Regions from separate parts of the Mus musculus genome. Here region 2 is linked to region 1. Evidence: chromatin contacts called from public HiChIP or PLAC-seq data. All regions are on one chromosome and are shown on one strand. Each heading gives the region's core, a stretch centred on a gene start, on an enhancer-like site or on the middle of the called end of the contact. The rest is flanking DNA. Distances are from core to core; before and after follow the strand shown. Region 1 holds the start of Dvl2 (dishevelled segment polarity protein 2). Region 2 holds the start of Clec10a (C-type lectin domain family 10, member A).

What was found. HiChIP or PLAC-seq counts read pairs in DNA pulled down with a chosen protein or histone mark.
Region 2: an H3K4me3 HiChIP or PLAC-seq map of bone marrow-derived macrophages shows a contact between it and region 1, with 4 times the contacts expected there. The contact joins the promoter of Clec10a here to the promoter of Dvl2 in region 1. A contact is called at or near these places in 7 of 39 promoter capture datasets (the 3T3-L1 cell line, 3T3-L1-derived adipocytes, the C10 cell line and 4 more), 1 of 484 Hi-C or Micro-C datasets (embryonic stem cells), 4 of 115 datasets of contacts at active chromatin or transcription factors (bone marrow-derived macrophages, embryonic stem cells and stem cell-derived neural progenitor cells) and 4 of 9 other capture datasets (adipose tissue, liver, macrophages and 1 more).

What each region holds. Positions count from the first base shown.
Region 1 is chr11:69,999,271-70,004,633 of GRCm38.p6, forward strand. Dvl2 (dishevelled segment polarity protein 2) reads left to right here and starts at 1,322. Exons shown (of 15, transcript NM_007888.4): 1 at 1,322-1,756. The coding sequence starts at 1,563. Phf23 (PHD finger protein 23) reads left to right here. Exons shown (of 5, transcript NM_030064.4): 5 at 1-741. The coding sequence ends at 182.
Region 2 is chr11:70,164,788-70,170,294 of GRCm38.p6, forward strand. Clec10a (C-type lectin domain family 10, member A) reads left to right here and starts at 1,836. Exons shown (of 10, transcript NM_010796.3): 1 at 1,836-2,029; 2 at 3,030-3,217; 3 at 3,799-3,909; 4 at 4,342-4,437; 5 at 4,521-4,592; 6 at 4,672-4,743; 7 at 4,949-5,035; 8 at 5,139-5,290; 9 at 5,373-5,479. The coding sequence starts at 3,157.

The DNA.
Region 1 (5,363 bases), core at 72-2,571:
GCAGAAAGCCCTTTGCGGGGCGGCCCATGATTGAGTGCAGCCTCTGTGGGACGTGGATCCACCTCTCCTGTGCTAAGATTAAGAAGACCAACGTTCCCGACTTCTTTTATTGCCAGAAATGCAAGGAACTTCGGCCAGAGGCCCGGCGGTTAGGGGGTCTCCCCAAATCTGGAGAACCCTGACATCACTAAGGCTGGAACTTGTGACATTACTTGGGAACTGAGCCTCAGGGTCCCCAGCCTTCCCTTGGAGTGAGGAGGCTGTCCCCACTTGAGGGCCACAATTCCCAAGGGAGACGTATTTGGAAATGAGTGTCTTCTACTCTGTCCTTCCTGCTCCATGGACTTGAAGTTGACCCCATTACAGTTGGGTCGGGGAGGCTGGATCTGTAGACAGAATCTCTGTCCAGTCAACCCTGTACCCTTTTCACTTGCAGGTCCAGGGCTCAAACTGGGATGTAATGGGATAGTTGTCTATAAAACTGTAGTGTAAATACAGCACTCCCCTCATGTTTCTTCTCTCTCCCGTTTACTTTCTTTTACACCGGATGTATTTTTAATTTGGGGCTCCCCCATTTGAGCGAGGTTGCTCAGAGGTGGAGTACCAAAGCCTGTGGAGTGAGGAAGGAAAGAAAAAGGTGTCAATTAGCACTCGCCTCGTTTTTAATACTGTTGGCCGGCTGCTCAGACAGACGGCCTGCGTGTTGTAAATAAAGCAGAGTGGGCTCTTGTGTTTTACAGCCCTCCTTGTCCTATTTGGGGAGGGGATCTTTGGGAAACCTGGTGGAAGTCTTGGGTGGAGTTGGGGCTGAAGGCCACTTGTAAGTCCAGGGCTGTAATTCCACAATTTGGGAGGTGGAGATGGGAAGTTTAGGGGCCAAATCTGGCTTGGGCACTGTCTAATGCCCCTCAGACATCTCTGAAGACTATTTCGGCTTTCTCATCCCAAGTACAGTCTAGTAGGAGTACTGCCCTAAGGGTCCCAGGTTACAATTCTCACTCATCAGCCCATATCCCCGCCCCTCTTATAGTTGCTATTGAGGTGCCTTGAACCTCAGATGGGTAAGGCAAAGTGGGGGCCAGTTGCCAGCATTCCAAGAGTAGAAGCTTGCTAAGGTACTTGGGAGGGGGGGGGGCGGGTTGTACACGTTTGGGGGCGGAGTCGTCTAGGGCTGAAGACCGTTGCTCAAGGCAGTGGTCACGTGAGTGTCTAGGTGGAGCTTGTAGTAACGTGACTCAAGGAAGTCACGTGAAGCACAGTCGGCTGCGCAAAGTGGGCGGGCTTGGGTCACGTGGCATGGGGAGAGGTGGGCGGGGACCTCGGTGCTGCTCGCGACGTCCGTGGAGCTAGTGGCCCTCGACTGTGCGGTCTAGGTTTTGAGTCTCGCCACACAGCTCTTCCCGATCAGCCCGCTGGTCCCCGCCATCCTCCTTGGGCACGTCTTCCGCACTGGCCCTGCGCTGTTGGCGCTAGCGCGTCAGTTTGCGGGTGTGCGCAGGCGCGGCGGGGGCGCTTAGTCCTGTTGGGTGGGCGGCTGAGCCCGGGAGCGCGCGAGCGAGACCATGGCGGGCAGCAGCGCGGGGGGCGGTGGTGTAGGCGAGACGAAGGTGATTTACCATCTGGATGAAGAAGAGACTCCTTACCTGGTGAAGATCCCTGTCCCGGCGGAGCGCATCACGCTCGGCGATTTCAAGAGCGTTTTGCAGCGGCCCGCGGGCGCCAAGTACTTTTTCAAGTCCATGGATCAGGATTTTGGGTAAGCGCGAGGCCTAGACTGGGAAGGACGGTGGGTATGCTAGAGTGGATTGGGCGATATTGAGGGAGACCGGTCTACCTTGGACTGTTTCTGGCCTGTAGTGGAGCATAGCATATTGTACTGTGCTAAGGTAGAAAGCCCATCCCAAGACGGACAAGGTTATATTTGGACACATAGAAGAAAGGGCTGGATGGCGAGAAAATTAGGTTGGAGGAATGGGGAACACTGGTTTGTTTGGCCATTCTCTCTCCATGATTTTAGCCAAAAGGCAAAGAAGTGATGCTTGAGGTTATGCTAGGCTGTGCGGAGATTAGAGCCATCTATCTTTTGGTGAGCTGGGATGCTCGCTCTCAGACGTCTGCACGCGAGTTAGATAGAGATAGTCTGTAATTTTGTTTGCCTGTTTTGATTTGTTCTTTTGTTTGGAGGTAGGGCTTTATTCCTTGTATCCTAGGCTGGCTTCGAACCCATGGAGTTCCTGCCTTAGCCCCCAGAGCTGAAATAAACAGGTGTGAGCCAATATGCTGGGCATGCAGTGTTTTTATGTAGACCGGGCTATAGTGAGACAATTAGGCTATTCTGGCTTATTAATCAGGTTCCATAGTATTATTTTGGGATGGTAGAGTCTGTAATATTGCAGCGAGATCTATTGGGATATATTAGGCTGTTTTGAAGTAGACTTTCCTGGCAAAGCATGTACCATTCTGAACTTTTCTGAGTTCTTATTTCCTCTTAGGGCCAGAACCTCCTCTCCCCGCTACCCCGATACCCCCTGGGGGCTGAAGAGAGTTGGAGGATTTTTTTGCTTTTTTTTTTTTTTTAAAGATATTTTATGTGTTGGGCAGTGGTGGTGCACATCTTTAATCTGAGCACTTGGGAGACAGAGGCAGGCAGTTTTCTGAGTTCAAGGCTAGCCTGGTCTACAGAGCCAGTGCCAGGACAGCTAGGGCTGCACAGAGAAACCTTGTCATAAAACAAACAAAAGCTACTTTATGTGTTTGGGTGTTCTGCATGCATAGTGTGTACCACAAGCATGCAGTGCCCAATGAATCCAGTAGATGGCATGGGATCTCCTAGAACTGGAGTTAGCATCTGCCAGCCACTATGTGTGTGCTGGGACTTGAACTCCAGTCTTCTCCAGAGCCAGTCAGTCTGCTGCTGAGCCAAGAACTTCCTTCTGTTACTGAAGCTACCTAGAACACAATATAGAACAGGCTTGCCTTGAACTTGTAGCAGCCCTGCCTCTACACCTGCATCCATAGTGCTGGAACTAGATAACGTGTGGCAGTCAGGATGCCTGGCCCAGACCTGGGCTTTTTACAAGTTACAAGACAGGGACAAGTGGGAACAAATGGGGTAGTGGTACTGCTACATCATAGCAGAATGGGGTACTGTAATCAGTATGGTGCAAAGGGCTGCTTGTGTGGGGACGCTGGGGGCTATGGAGTTCTGGGGTGATTTGTGACATGCTGGGTGACCCTGTGCTGGACTGAGACTATAATTTAAGGCAGTTTCTTGTTGTTGTAGAGATTGGGACTGAGCCTTCTGTGTCCCCAAGCTCAGACTGTGTTAGGCTATGATGTCCTGAGTTGACAAGCAGGGATAGCAGGGTCCTGGGGACAGGAAGGTGACCTACCACCTGGGTTGGGGAGAGACTTCTTACCTGTGAAAGTCCCTGTGGTGGGAGCACATCCCCCTCGGCTCCCTGAACAGGCTGGACCCTTGTTAACAGTTGTTCGATGTGGAGAAGGTGATGCTGCCTAGGGAGTTGGTCTTGGGTTTATATCAAGGTTGTTCTTTTTGCATTATAATTTTGGGCAATTTATTTAGCTTTTGTGCTTTGATTTCTTCATCTGTGGCATGGTGATAATCATAGTGTAAAATGCTTAATTTCGGTGCATGGCACATGGTACATTCTTGGTGACTGGTAATTTTCATTTAGTATGGAAGCTAACTAGTTCATAGACTACATTACACGATACAGAACTGCTTGCTTTGGAGGAGACTGGGCCATGTCCGGTGGGGTTCTGTTGGGAAGAGTTGGTTAATGTTGAGTAGCTCGTGTGCCGTCTTGATAGCAAATGTATTCGTGAGGCCTATCCCCAAGCCCCCAGAGTACGTTAGGCTAGAACTAATCACACAGACAAATCTGTGCACACAGTGTGCCTGCTTGGTGCCTGGAAAGCTTGGCTGAGACAAGTCAGATCCCTTGGGACTCGAACTATGGATAGTTGTGAGCCACTAGGTGGATTCTGGGAACTAAACCTGGGTCTTCTGCGAGAACGAGTGTTCTGAACCACTGAGCCAATTCTTTAGCCCCCATCCCCACCCCGAAGAAGCTCTGATTTGAGGGTGAGGGTGTTATGTGTGGGAAAGAATGGCTCATGGCTCATAGTTTGTCTACATGGATTTGCTTACAAAGGTGAGGGCTTGTGCCACACACCCAGGACATGTGTTGAATCTAATAGGTACTAATGATTTCTTGTGGGTATGAGAAGGAAGGAACAGGTCTAGTCCACTACAGGAACCTGTGGGAGGCTGGGCTTTGGGATTTTTCAGACCGAGCAGATTGCTTAGTGAGGTGAGGTGGCCCGGAATTGGGAAGCCCAGCTTCCTCGCTCCATGGGAGCGTTCCACACGTGGACTGTTATTGTTGCATGTAAGGGTGATTTTTTACCCAGAAAAGCCACACATTTGGGTGGCTCTGCTTGTGAATTAGAGAGAACTCAAAGGCAGCAGGTTCCGTGAGGACCAGAGGCTTTTATGGGACAGATGTGTAGGACAGAGATGGTTAGGCGGCCAGCCAGGCTCTTAAATTAGATATTTGGAGCAGTTGTGGGAACTGTCCCAAAGGGACTTTGGAGTGGTACTTTGAGGTTTGGATCAAATGGGAAGAAGTCTTTGGAGTGGCATTGTGCCTCTAAGGATGAGTTGGGGTAGTGGTAAATGAGAGAGTCTAGAATTTTTATTTATTTATTTGTGTATAAAAGCAAGTTACTTCACTGTGAAAGCAGAGGAGCTGGGCATGGTGATGCATGCTGGCTGAGTGGCATAGCCAAGTTTGGTGACATATGCCTTTAATACCAGGATGGAGAGGCAGAGTTAGGCAGCTCTCTGTGAGTTTGAAGCCAGCCTGGTCGTCGCTACCGCTGCTGAAAAAAAAAAGGGCAGAAGTCTATAGACAGTTGGCTTAGAGGATGCCGCTGTGTTCTGTTCTTAGCACTAGCACCCACTGGTGGCTCCTGACTCCCTGTAACTAGCTCCAGGGGAGATAATATTCTCCTGTCCTCTGCAAATACCCTCATGTGACAGCCATGCACACAGACATGTACATATACATTAGGGGAAAAGCAGACGACGTGTCAGTCAGGGCAGCAAGTCACCATGCTTGGGCAGGATGGAGATGGGGAGAGACTTGGAATGAGATTTGGAATGGGAGTGACTAGTTTAGCTTTACTAATCTCCCCCATCCCCGTGTTTGTCCCACCCCCACCCCCAGATGGGGTTTCTCTGTGGAGCCCTGGCTGTCCTGGTTCTCTCTGTAAACTAGGCTGGCCTCAAACTCAGATCACCTGCCTCTGCTTTCCAGAGTGCTGGCATTAAAGGC
Region 2 (5,507 bases), core at 586-3,085, 170 kb after region 1:
CTAATCAGAACAGTAACAAAAGCAGGAGCAAATCCAAACTGGAAACAACCTACATGTTGAACATCAAGAAAATGTTCAACAGATAAATGGCTGCCCACGAGATGAAATAAGACAAGGGGCAACTAAAGCATACTTGATATAGAGGGAACTCTCTGCTCTGCCTTTAATTTAACAAGCAAGATCCATAACACAGCCCTACTAGCCCTTCATTTAAAAGGGATGTGTGCACAGATTCAGGACAGCCTCTTCAGGGAAGTGGCAGGGCTGGAAGCATGGATTAGAAACATGTTCTGAAGACGGAACATGCTCAGAGAGCCAGGCCGGGATGGCTGGCAGCATTGGAGTTGGCTTCTGTCTGTCTTCCTCATGAGCCTCTTGGCTTAGGATACATCACAAAATGCTCTAATCCCTGATGCATTACCCAAACACCACTCACCTACGTTACTTGTAGGAACTGAATTGTTAACTTAGGGAAGGGCTTCATGTTAGCGACTGGCTTTCATTGTAGCAATCTTTTGGAATGATTATCTTTCAGAGAGCTGAGGTGTTGAGGGCTATGGCAACTTAACTACTGAAGTGATAGTGACAGGTATGAACCTCTCTGGTACTCAGGCTACCTTGAGGGGAGGACGAGCAGAAGCCACATAGTGACCAGAGCTGTTTATTAACTCCAGTTAACGGAGGCAAGCAAGACTCAAAGAGCTTGTGCCACATTTCTTGTCATCTTAAGCCCTAGTGAACCCTTGTAGCCATTTCACCCTATCAGCGGGAGAACATGTCCACAGGTGGCTCAGAAGACAGCATGTGATTGGTGCAAATCCAGCCTGCTGTTGGCAATAAGGAACATGTGATTGGCAAAACTACCTTTGCTATGCCTGCTTTCTGGTTCATTCTTCTGGTTATCGAGAAGAAACCCTAGTGGGAATCCCCTGATGTTGCAAACGTAGGCCCAGTTAAAGTTTTCACCCAATGCCCTTCTCCTTGATTGCTCTTGATATTCACTGACAGTCAGGCAGGCTGCACTGGTGATGTGAGGGGTAGACAGTGCCACAGCAGGGGCAAGAGAGGACAGCTAAGAGATTCCAAAGAGTGGCCAGGTAAGGGAGGCAGGAGGCAGAGATGGTGTAGGTCACAAAAGGAAACCTCATTGCAGGAAAGGCTGCGAAATACCAAGGTAGGGGCCTGCGTGCAAGCCATGGTCGTGGCAAGAGTTACACGGAGCTGCTAAGCCCCACGGGCCAAGGGTCTCCACACCTGAGCCTTGAGATCGGTGACAGTAGCCGGCACTCACCCCTGCAGGTGCTTCTAGGAGCTCAGGATTACAGAAGCAGGTGGGTGCCAGGCATTAGCAATCAAATCCCAGAGCAACAATCCCCTCCAATCTGAGCACCCCAAGGCCTAAGTCAGCCCCCTAGAACTCAGAAACAACAACCTGCAGTTCAGGACTTGAGCTGGGGCCCAGGCTCTTGACTTGCCAACTCATGATGCCCATCTGAAACAGAGTGAAGGAGGCCTCGATAGCTAATTGGTTGGTCGTAGTCAGATGATGAGGACTCGTGCTAGGAATGTGCTTGAGAGTTAATGATGAGATATGGATGATTCTTGGAAATATATAGGCAGGAAGTAAATGAAGATGCGGGGCATAAGATAAAACTGCAAGCTGTTCTTTTTGGTCAATCCCTCACCCCAACACTCTTAAAATGAGGAAGTCACAAGAGCTCCCAGAAAGAGGAATGGAAGAAGGCACACCCTTGAGGACAAGTGCAGAGTTAGTCCCAAACCCAACTCCACCCCATAGCCTTGTCACGTGCACCAATCACCATCTGCTCAGTATTATTTATGGTTAAGACTTGAAATCGGATGTCCCAAAATACAGACCACTGGGCACAAAACCCAGCAAGACTCTGTCTTGTGTGCTTGTGGCTTCTGCTTGTCCCTCCCACACCAACCCTCCGGGATATAGTTCTCAACTCTGACTGAGTTCCTGCCTCTGGTCACTGCTGCACAGGGAAGCCAAGACTTCACACTGGTAACTGGGCCAGGGTTGCCAGGGAGACCAGTGGGGCAGGGAACGTGCAAGACGCTTCACAGAGAGGGAGGACGTTGGGCTTGGATGACCTAAGTGGAAAGAGATACAAGAGGAGAGTGTGGGATTTAATTTCCCTTGATTGGATTATGGGTGCCTCGATTCCAAGGGAGACAAAGACCCAGATGCAGCCCCAGTTGGGGATCCACTGCAGCCAACCTTCCTCTCAGTCTAGCCCTACTCTAATCTCAGTGTTAGCCCCAAATCCAGTTTGGGCGTTTGAATCAGCCCTGATTGAAAATCAAATTGAACCCTATTCTGCTTCCAGATTCACTGCAAGCTCGGGTCCAGGTCCTCCCCTGGCTCCTGAGTGTAGGTGTAAATCCCAGGAAGGGCGCAGCCTCAAGACCTGACCCATAGCAGACCTAACAATAGCAATAAGTTCAGCTTTTGATATTACCTCCAAATTATAAACTCAACTGAACTGTACTACGTCCAATCCTGGCCCCATTTCTAATTCAATTGTAAGCTAGCTCCCTTCAAAAAAAGTTTTTAATTTGCTTTTTTCATTTCCTCTGTCTTCCTTCCTTCTTTTTCCCTTTCCTCCTTCCTTCCTTTCTCTCCCCCCCACCCCCCCCCCAAAAAAAAGCTGAGGACTGAACCCAGGTCCTTGTCCTTGTAGGCAGTGCTCTACCACCAAGCTAAATATATACCTCTTTCATTTTTCAATTTTAATCATTTATTTATTTAATGTGTGTGAGAGTTTTGCCTGTGTGTACATGTGTGCTCCTGTGTGCCTGTTGTCCACAGAGGTAAGAAGCGGTTATTGGATCTCCTGGAAATAGAGTGAGCTATAATGAATGGTTATGAGCTGCCAGGTCGATCCTGGAAACTGAACCCAGGTTCTCTGAAAGAACAACAAATGCTCTTCACCACTGAGCCGTCTGCCCAGCCCTCTCCAGGCTGCCTCATTCTTGCTCTAACATGGCATATCCGACTTCAGTTCCAGGCTTTACCTCATTAAAGCTTCTAGCACTCTCCTTGGTCCCAGATCCGTATCTGTCTGGATCCTGGTGTCTTGGTTTCCGTCCAGACAGCCCCAGAGGCCTCGTGTTTGTTCAAGTGTAACAATGATATACGAAAACCTCCAGAACTCAAGGATCGAGGAGAAAACCCAAGAGCCTGGTAAAGGTGAGAGCAGAGCCCATACTCCTGGCCCAGCATCTTCACTTGTCCCCAATCTGTGTGTGTGTCCACCCTGGGCAGAGCTGTGTGCTTGAGTCTGGTGGATGCTGGACTCAGGACCCAGGACCCATTGTGAAGAGGATACAAGGTCCTTAGGAAGACAGGGTCAACGAAGACCTCAGGGACTCATCTTCCTGTGCTCTATAGGGGTGTACAATGCAGGGACCTGGGGTTGGAGGGGAGCTCATTTAATTAGTCCTGCAGGCATGTGTGAACCCTGCCGGCCCCTATCTGGGTGCTCCCAGTTTCTCCCCCACAGGCTCGGATTACAAGACCTTACCATGCACTTGTTTCTGATTGGGTGTTAAACACATCCTCTGATCTGTGAGAGGCCCAACAGACTACAGACTTCCAATGCTTTAGAGGTGTCAAATGCCCGGGCAACCTGGCGCTCCATAACTTTCTAGCTATGCCCGTACCCTTGCAGTGAATAGCCTTCACTGCCCCCCTCCTGTAACCCCGTTCTTCTCCCTTCTGCCTCTTACAGTCTGGATCCTGAGTCATGACATCCCCTTCTCTTTCAGCAGCTCCTTCCCAGTCCTTCCTGTGGCGCATCCTCTCTTGGACCCACCTCCTCCTGTTCTCCCTGGGCCTCAGCCTCCTGCTGTTGGTGGTCGTCTCCGTGATTGGATCCCAAAGTGGGTTGCAGGGAGGGAGGAACCACAGGGTGTGTGGGCAGGGTAGAGGAGAGAACCAAGGCAGTGACTGGTGCAGAGGGACAGCAGTTAGGGCCACAGCAAGGACAAGCTTAAGGAGCACAAGGGACAGTGACTTGAGTGAGATGAGAGCAGTGGTGGGGATACTGGTGAAGACACGGAGGCCCCATGGTCAGGCAGCTGCTGGCCATGTCACCTGTTACTGTGCTTGGGTTCTATGGTCTTATCACCTCACCCACTCAGCCTCGGTTTATGCGTGTGCAATGTTGGGTAACAACAGTGCCTACCTACCCTCTGGGTCTCTGTGAGGCAGAGTGTCACTGTGTGTGCAAGAGCCCTGCCTAGTGCTGGCACAGAGGGAACCTGAGAAACAGATCAGAACCTTGGTTCTGATCATCCTGTTGTCCTTATCAGATTCCCAGTTAAGGAGGGACCTAGGCACCCTGAGAGCCACTTTAGACAACACCACCTCCAAGATAAAGGCTGAATTCCAGTCCCTGGACTCCAGGGGTGAGCTGGGCTCTCATGGGGTTCTGGGCTGGAGTGGGCAGGGTAGCAAGGACAGTCCTGAGCTCCGGTTCCTTGTTCTGCAGCTGACAGCTTCGAAAAAGGGATCAGTTCTCTGAAAGTGGATGTGGAGGATCACAGGCAGGAACTGCAGGCAGGTGAGAGGTCCTGGTCTGGAGAGTGTGCAGAAGGGTGTGGGCGAAAGCGAGTTCCTGGTGCTGAGTTACTCTCTTCCAGGCCGAGACTTGAGCCAGAAGGTGACTTCTCTGGAGAGCACAGTGGAGAAGAGGGAGCAGGCTCTCAAAACAGGTGAGGCTGAGGTTCCTTCTGTGCCCTGGCAGGAGGTGTGAGCATGCGCAGTGTGTGGAGACGGTCCCAGACTGGGCACTGGCAGGAGGTGTGAGCATGCGCAGTGTGTGGAGCCTGGGCCTTGTGCAGACCATCTGAGCACCAGGAGTTCCCAAGCAGATGCCACAGCCAGAGCGCTATTCTCACTTCTGTCTGTGTGTCCCAGATCTGTCTGATTTAACCGACCATGTGCAACAGCTGAGGAAGGACTTGAAGGCCCTGACGTGCCAGCTGGCCAACCTCAAGAACAACGGTGAGAATGAGAAGTTTGATGGAGGTGGTTTGCTCTAGTTCCTGGGAGGCGAGGACTCGATAGGCATTGCCTCTGCTCTCCATCCTTGCTTTGCTTTTCGTAGGCTCGGAAGTGGCCTGCTGCCCGCTTCACTGGACGGAGCATGAAGGCAGCTGCTATTGGTTCTCTGAGTCTGAGAAGTCGTGGCCTGAAGCTGACAAGTACTGCCGGCTGGAGAATTCTCACCTGGTGGTGGTCAACTCCCTGGAGGAGCAGGTGATGCTTGGATGGGCTCTTTTTGGGAGGCTCTCAGGCTCTGGTCTGAGGGAGAGGTAACCATGCCCTTTTCTTTCTTTAGAATTTTCTACAGAATCGCTTAGCCAATGTGGTTAGTTGGATCGGCCTAACGGACCAAAACGGGCCCTGGCGATGGGTGGATGGGACCGACTTTGAGAAAGGCTTTAAGTGAGTGTGTGCTGTACATTTGCCCTGC